2 separate regions of the Gasterosteus aculeatus genome follow, and region 2 is linked to region 1. The links are chromatin contacts, called in public Hi-C maps. All regions are on one chromosome and are shown on one strand. Each heading gives the region's core, a stretch centred on a gene start, on an enhancer-like site or on the middle of the called end of the contact. The rest is flanking DNA. Distances are from core to core; before and after follow the strand shown. Region 1 overlaps LOC120816066 (xenotropic and polytropic retrovirus receptor 1 homolog). Region 2 holds the start of tmem70 (transmembrane protein 70).

The links. Hi-C and Micro-C count contacts between places; a contact is called where the count stands out from the background.
Region 2: a Hi-C map of skeletal muscle shows a contact between it and region 1, with 2.3 times the contacts expected there. The contact joins the promoter of tmem70 here to the enhancer-like site in region 1. A contact is called at or near these places in 3 of 6 Hi-C or Micro-C datasets (skeletal muscle, tail fin and whole body).

What each region holds. Positions count from the first base shown.
Region 1 is chr3:5,788,254-5,792,020 of fGasAcu3.hap1.1, forward strand. LOC120816066 (xenotropic and polytropic retrovirus receptor 1 homolog) reads right to left here. Exons shown (of 16, transcript XM_040171337.2): 2 at 1,515-1,566. Among protein-coding and RNA genes, the nearest start is that of LOC120816066, 19 kb to the right of the region's middle. Within about 2 kb of position 2,133, at least 5 of the 9 cell types and tissues checked have open chromatin away from gene starts, as enhancers often do.
Region 2 is chr3:5,921,026-5,925,105 of fGasAcu3.hap1.1, forward strand. tmem70 (transmembrane protein 70) reads right to left here and starts at 1,839. Exons shown (of 3, transcript XM_040171188.2): 1 at 1,577-1,839; 2 at 804-903. The coding sequence starts at 1,750. LOC120816024 reads right to left here. Exons shown (of 7, transcript XM_040171239.2): 7 at 3,490-3,974. The coding sequence ends at 3,826.

The DNA.
Region 1 (3,767 bases), core at 883-3,382:
GGTTTTCATAGCACAACAGCTCTAACAGAGCTACGAACTGGAGGCATGGGGCGGGGGGGTTAGCATGTGTGCTAGGCTTCGGTCTCTTTTGATGCCCTGTAAAAAGCTCTTTATTACGATACATTGTTAAACGGCTGATCAGGATTTTCTCAGTTTCCAATTCTGTTGCATCATATTCTAACTGAAAATTGGCCCCATTAGTGGTGAAACTATTTTGGCAACCTTGAAAATGAGATGAAAGGAAAGGTAGCAGGAAAGGCGTAGTGCGCTAGTCAGTGATTGGGGGGTGGAGTGCAGGGCACCACAGGGCCTGTCATTACATGAGGAAAAAGAACTGCTTCATTTTGAAGGCCTTACATGTTGGTCATACAGGGGCTGTTGTTAGAGTATTTATACAAAGACACATAATTAGGCTAGAATTCAGGATGAGGTAGCCCTACGTAAAAGTAAGTGAGGAGCTGGAGGTTAAAGTTGATACAAAATAGAACATAACAAAGACGCAAACTGCCTTCACATTGATGTTTATTCCAGGTGAACTTCCACCACTAATAAGATGATTATGAGGTCTGAGAAGAATTCTCTCAGTGTATACACTGGTACACTAATTCTACCTGCTCTAAAAACGTTTTACTGCACCCTTTGGTGCAGACACCCTTTTAGATTTTGAATTCAGAGGGCAAAAAGTGTGACAAAAATAATAATAAATAAATAAACAATATATATCATCATATATATAATCAATATCATCATGTCAAATGATATTATAACATAGAATGAACATTTAGTTCATTCATTACATTACAGGTCATTTAGCTGACGCTTTTATCCAAAGCGACTTGTCTTGATGTGACTTGATGTCATTTCAGCGGACTGTCCCATGTATGACAAAACCACTTATGGTCCACGTTTGTATCTCAGCAAAGCGATGGGCAATATGACCTCAATTTTATATCAGTATTTATTATATGTAGTATTATTATCACAGTATAACAGATATCACATCATGGTTTTAAAAATGAAAATGGGTTACTGCACTCAAAACATGTTTGGATTAAGGAATAAGGAATCTGTTCATGAACTCCAAACTGAGTATTCATTCACAGATTTACCGCTGGTGGGAGCGTGCTCACCTATATGTGTGTGTGTGTGTGTGTGCATCGGGACGGAATCGCCACGCATAGCGAGGAGTGGAAATTGTAAACGTGAAAAAAACACTTACAGACTGTCTTGGGGGGTGGGGGGCGGGGGGGTGCCGCCCCCCGCCATCTTGGTTAGTCAATGGGAAATGAAAGCCATTTTGAATGCACACTTCACAGTCTGACATAAAAGGATTGTGCACTCATCTTCTATGTGTTATGATTCTTGGTCTTCTCTCTCATCCCAAACAACATATCTACTGTACTCAACTTCCTCAGGATTCAATGGGGTTCAAATCATTCAAGGAACACACTTCAATAGTGTTCCATGTCCAGGACAACTTCTCAGTGATGTGTGCGGGCGCGTGGAAATATTACCTTCAATAGATGGGGCCTGGTCCTGAGCAGCATACAGCATCTCTTTGAAAGCCTGCAGACATAAGATGAGAGGAACAATCGCATAATTGAACATTAAACGTTTACATAGAATGACATTACATTTTGATTCTGTGAAATGTTGTTAAAATGGCGAGTATTGTTCTACGAACCATCCCTGTCAGTCCTGTTTGCTGATTAGATGATTTAATCAAGGTCATTTTATTGATTTTAATGTGTTTTTGAATCCTTCTTATATTTTTAAGTAATCTTAACATATATCGCCAATGTGGAAAACAAGTCAATTTCATTTAAAAGTAAAGAGAAAAAAAATGTATAATTTATTTTTAAATTTCTGCAGATCTCCACCTGTCTGCACGCATACTTCCCCAATACCCATTTTTTTCTTGATACAATCCACCATGTTATGCTTACATAAAGAAGCTTTAGGTCAAAGGTCAAAGGTGTGATCATCGAATGTACTGTAATATTAAGTGAATAGGGATTGGTCGGGACAGTGAGGGATTTCAGATTCGGCTATCAGTTGAAGCCAGGGGAGAGAGTCATGGAATGCCTGGAGGCAGAAAGGAATTCAGCGTGGGAGGAGCTGCGTTTGAATGTGCAGCCAATCACATACGACTGCGGCACAAGGGACACGCTCTGCGGGACTCGAAGTGCTCTGCTGGAGAAGAGGCAGACAGAGGCCTCCTGAGAACCATTATTGATGGTGATATTACACTGGTCCAGGGAAGTCTTTATTACGTAAAATGTTCTACTATTCATACTCCAATGTTGCTCTATAAAGGCAAGTCAAGGCAATTTATTTGTATAGCGCTTTTCATACACATAAAGAGAGAAGAACCTTCCAGAAGGACAAACATCTCTGCGGCGCTCCATAAATAGTGGCCAGACGGAAGCCACTCCTCTGTAAAAAGCACACATCAGCCCGCCTGGAGTTTCCCAACAGGCACCTGAAGAAAAAAATCCTCTGGTCTGATGAAACAGAGATTGAACTCTTTGGCCTGAATGACAACTGTAGTGTCTGGAGGAAACCAGGCCCTGCTCATCACCTGGCCAGTGCCATCCCTACAGTGAAGCATGGCACACGCAGAATCATGCTATGGGATGTTCTTCAGCGGGAGGAACTGGGAGACCAGTCAGGAGGATGGAGGGAAAGATGAATGCAGCAATGTACAGAGACATCCTGGATGAAAACCAGCTCCAGAGCGCTCTGGGCCTCAGACTGGGCTTCCAACAGTACAACGACCCGAAGCACAAGCCACGACAGCAAAGGAGTGGGACAACTTGAGTGCCCCAGCCAGAGCAGTGACTTAAACCAGATTCAACATCTGGAGAGATGTGATAATGTCTGTGCACCGACGCTCCCCATCCAACCTTAGAGGTCCTGCAGAGATGAACAGGAGTGAAACCGGTGTGCCAACCGCGCAGCATCAGAGTCAAGAAGACTTGAAATGATAAATGGACAGAACTTATGTAGCGCTTTTCTAGTCTACGGCCCCTCAAAGTGCTTTAAAACTTCATGTCATCATTCACCCATTCATACACTGATGACCGGAGCTACCACACACAGAGCCACCTGCCCATCGGTAACTAACATTCACACACTGTAGTGAACTACAGGAGCAGTGTTGGGGTTAAATGTCTCGCCCAAGGACACATTAACATGCGAGTTAGCCAGGCCTGGGATTGAACCGCCAACCCTCCCCATTGGAGGACAACCGTGCTGCCCATTCACCCACAGATGCCCAATTGAGGCTGTAATTGCTGCCAAAAGGTATTGAGCAAAGACTGAATACTTATGTACATGTAATAGCTTTGTTCTTTATTTTCAATAAATTTGAAACAAATTTAATCAAGCTGTTTTCACTTTGTCACTGGGTGTGGTGTGTAGAATTGAGGAAAAAGATGAAAAGTTATAGCTATCTTTTTTAAAGTAAATATCACTGAATTTCTTTTAATGTACATCGTGGTCGGTAAAAGTACATTTTGTTACAATATAGTAGAGTTGGATCAGAATTTTTTATACTTGTGTGAATATATTAAATTAAGACAATATTATTGTTCAAATAAAATAAACTTAATTTAAGTATGTGAAAATTATAAGATTCATTTGATTTCAATGTAAACCCCCAAAAGGGGTTACGGTTACATGATCCATTTTAGAAAAATAAACATGGGTTTAGTTTAATATGGGTTAACTCTACTCAAAACAGTTGGGCTGAATTAATACATAGA
Region 2 (4,080 bases), core at 589-3,088, 130 kb after region 1:
GCCTGTTCCCCTCTGTGCAAAGCTAAAATATAAAACATATTTCGGTTTGTTGAGCATTTTTTTGTTTACCACATAATTAGTTTGGAATGCTTCAGCAGTCCAATGAATGTATTGTTCTTCTATAATATTTATAACACTGTTCTCCAATGAAGTATTCAAATCCTTCTTCCTTAATCGTTCACCTACAGCCACCATGTAATCACTTTCTCTTCAACTGTCTTCATCATCACTGATGCATCACTGTGGGTTTCCTCACCAACGGGTCAACCACACATGGATACTTTCACCCCCCCGTCACACACACAACATATTGACATTATCTAGACTCACTTGACTCAATAGAAATGTGTTTCTATTGAATTGCTAGTATTTATTTATTTATTAGTATTTGATTGATGTAGGAAATGTGCATTTAAAGTTGCTTTAACTCTAAAATGTTGAATTTGTGACTATTTGTGTCACAGGACAAAGTAGTCACGCTTGGTGTTTCTAGTTTGGAAAGTAATTGATAGTATTGCTTTTGTTTTTTAATTATTGGGTCTTTTTTTACGCCCTTTTTGCCGTAAACAGCAGGAACAGACAATAATCAAATTCAAAAAGCAGAAATCTACATCTGATCACCAGAAACATAATGCATTTCAGATTGACCTGATAATGAATGCAGCACCGGTAAGGATGAGACAACCACATGGTACCAATATGCGTCAGGATTAATCATTTCATTTATCTCAAAATATACTATGAGCGAAACACTAGCAACCGCATATCAGACACAGGAAACTAACAAGATGAAAGTGACTCACCTCGAACAGCTCTGGCCAGGCTGCCAGTGTACACGAGGTCTCCGTCCTCTGAGGGGGGGACTGAGGACAGACGGCAGGTGGGTGGACGGTGGGAGTGCACCTAAAGACACAATGAGAGCAGCCTTCAGCAAAGTGCAGCTCCTCTGTTCCAAATCTAGAGCCGGCTGTGATGATAACGTACACATTATCATTCTGAATAATTCATTTAAAATAAATAAATCCAAACTTATACACAGGACAATGGAGGTAGACAGAGGCACATTTCTCTAAAAGTTCCCTATTTTTTAATTTTATGGCACGTAAACCACAACGTTCCTGATGGATTAGTGAAGTAATATCTGCACCATTTGTGCATAAAGTCCACTTTTCTTATTATAAGCCAGTATTTATGTTCGTATTGATGTGTAGAGATACATCTATATATGCAGAAGTACATAAATACACCTTATGTTGTAGACATTCCTGTTTTATATCCGTGTTTACACTGTCTGGGCTTTCTTCAGTCTGCATTGAACTAAATAGGGATTCTTGTAAGGATCCGTTCTGTGCATCACGATGATGTGGAGCATCATGGAGATGGAGAACATGCCTGATGAGGAGATTTGTTTCATACGTATGCAAAGCTGCAGAAACTAGCAGAGAATCCCTGGACCCCCCTCCCCTGAAACCATGCCCCTGGGAGGGTTGCATCTTGCACGTGCACATAGATCCCAAATACAAAACCATGGAAGTGAAAGAAGCAGAAGGTGTTTGGGAGCAAAGTGAAGTCGTACCTCGGTGGGGTTGAGGAAGGAGCTTCTGCGGCCCTCGAGCTGCTTACTCTCTCTGCTCATGGCTGTGAAACATGGCGCCGTAAAGTGTCTCTTACTGACGCACTGAGAAGCCACACGGTTCCGTGTGCTGCGCACAATATTCACTGAAAACATGGCTGTTACTCTTATTGACATTGTTCTTTCGTTAGCGACCCTGACTGACACACAGCGTCGCACACACAATGACGTACGTCCGCTTCCGCTCTTCTTCTTTGATACTATAGTAGGAAGGAGAATAGCACACTACTGCCCCCTCAGGTAGCGCACAGTAGCACACTACTGCCCCCTCCGGTAGCACACAGTAGAACACTACTCCCCCCTCAGGTAGCGCACAGTAGCACACTACTGCCCCCTCCGGTAGCACACAGTAGCACACTACTCCCCCCTCCGGTAGCACACAGTAGCACACTACTGCCCCCTCCGGTAGCACACAGTAGCACACTACTGCCCCCTCCGGTAGCACACAGTAGCACACTACTGCCCCCTCCGGTAGCACACAGTAGAACACTACTGCCCCCTCAGGTAGCGCACAGTAGCACACTACTGCCCCCTCCGGTAGCACACAGCACACAGGCGCACTTTACCCTTATTCTCCACCCATCTTTGCTGTGTGTAATGTGGGGTATCAGGGGATAGAACGTGTTCCCATGTGAGGGGTATCGGAATAGAACGTGTTCCTCCTCGCCGCCAATGTGATGCCTCCCTCATCATTCCTCCATCGCTCTTCTTCAAAACAACCTGAGTCTCTCCACCATGGACCTGCAGGTCTCTGCAGTCCTTGTGAAGTCTAAACAACTACACACAAACACGTCGTGATTCAGAATTCATGTAACAGGAAAATATAGAAAGAAAGAATGTTTGGCTTGATGATACATCTGATCCGTCATCATCGTAACCATATTTAATAAAGGAAGGTCCAGAAAAACATTTAGGATATTTTTGCTTTGAAATGAGAATTGATAATGAATGTGTTGAATAATCTCTGCTGGTCTAATAACAATAGAAATGTTGTATAACATCAGAGTAAATATGTGTAGCACACAGTAGCACACTACTACATTGCCTACAGTTTCTTCCCTTTTTTCCCAATGGAAGGGTTTTTCATTTTTGGGGGAGTTTCTCCTGTGCCGATGTGAGGGTTTTGGGACAGAGGATGTCGCATGTGTACAGACTGTAAAGCCCTCTGAGGCAAATTGAATTAAATATGTAGATAAAGAAATCTTCAATAAACCATAGACATAAGAAAACAAGTAAAGGTTACATTTATTCCCATAGTTAACGGTAAGGCCGTTTGCATCGCCAGCTTGCGGGCAACCAGTAAATATCCAGGTTGATTATTTATTTATTTACTTTTGATGTAAAAAACAATAGCAAGCCTACACAGAACAATGTGGTGCAGTTGAAAACATTTACAAAGTTAGAATAATATAGGGGAAAAAAAGAATTGGACAGATCCCCACTCTATGAAGAGTGGAAATGGGTTTCTATAGTTGGGAATGCATCCCTCTCAACAGAGATGACATCCAGCCAATCCAAAGACGACGTTTGTAACCAATCAGATGTAGAGGTTCCATGTCCCCGAAAGGACCTTTTCTCGTGAAAGAGGGACTTTTGCTTGCAAATGTTTGATTTAGACCTGATTTGCTCTCGGACTTTGACATTGAGTTGCCTTCATAGAGACAGTTATATGGCAACAACGGTTATATGAGAACAAAGCCACACACATCAGCGGGATCAATCTGCCTGCGGCTGGTTAGCCAGCTACTGGGAGATTAATGTTACGCGTTTATAAAACAGAAGGGAAAAGAATATCTCGTACTGTGCGTGTCAGCCAAATGTTTTTCTCTGCAGTTTATAAAGATAGTTTCAACAACTCAGACAAAAGACAATGCTTTAATTCAACATAAATGAATGAAATCAAATAAAACTGCTTTAAGTTTTTTGTAACAGCTTTACAAAACATACTGAAACGACATGCATTCATTTTGGTAAAAAGTACATCAGCTACAGGCAATATTAATGGTCAGTAATGGTTAACACTGGTAGTAGATAATTAGTGTTTCAGAGTAATTGTCCCATTGTTTTGATTGCAGTTGAGGGACAAGAGGAGTGAAGAGGAGGTTTCCTTCCTGAAAACTTAAACATGTTTAATAAGTGCAGCTCTGCAGTTTAAATACTGCAGTGGAAAACAAATACAAAAAGGCTCCTGTTTAAGTAAAAATAATGAATTTTCTGCCATCGAGGGGTGAAACCATCAGCCGCGCTGAGCCCGGGGAGTGGAGAGGCCTCATTTCATTCCTCCAGATGACGGTGCAGAGTCGGAAAACCAGCAGGACGCACGCCAACACCAGCAGTACCACTGATTAGACACAAAAGAAGTCAAGACAAAGGAATCACAACAGTGAGCATTTAAAGTATTAAAATGAATATAATTTCAGTGAGTACAGGAAGGCAGCAGGTAAATA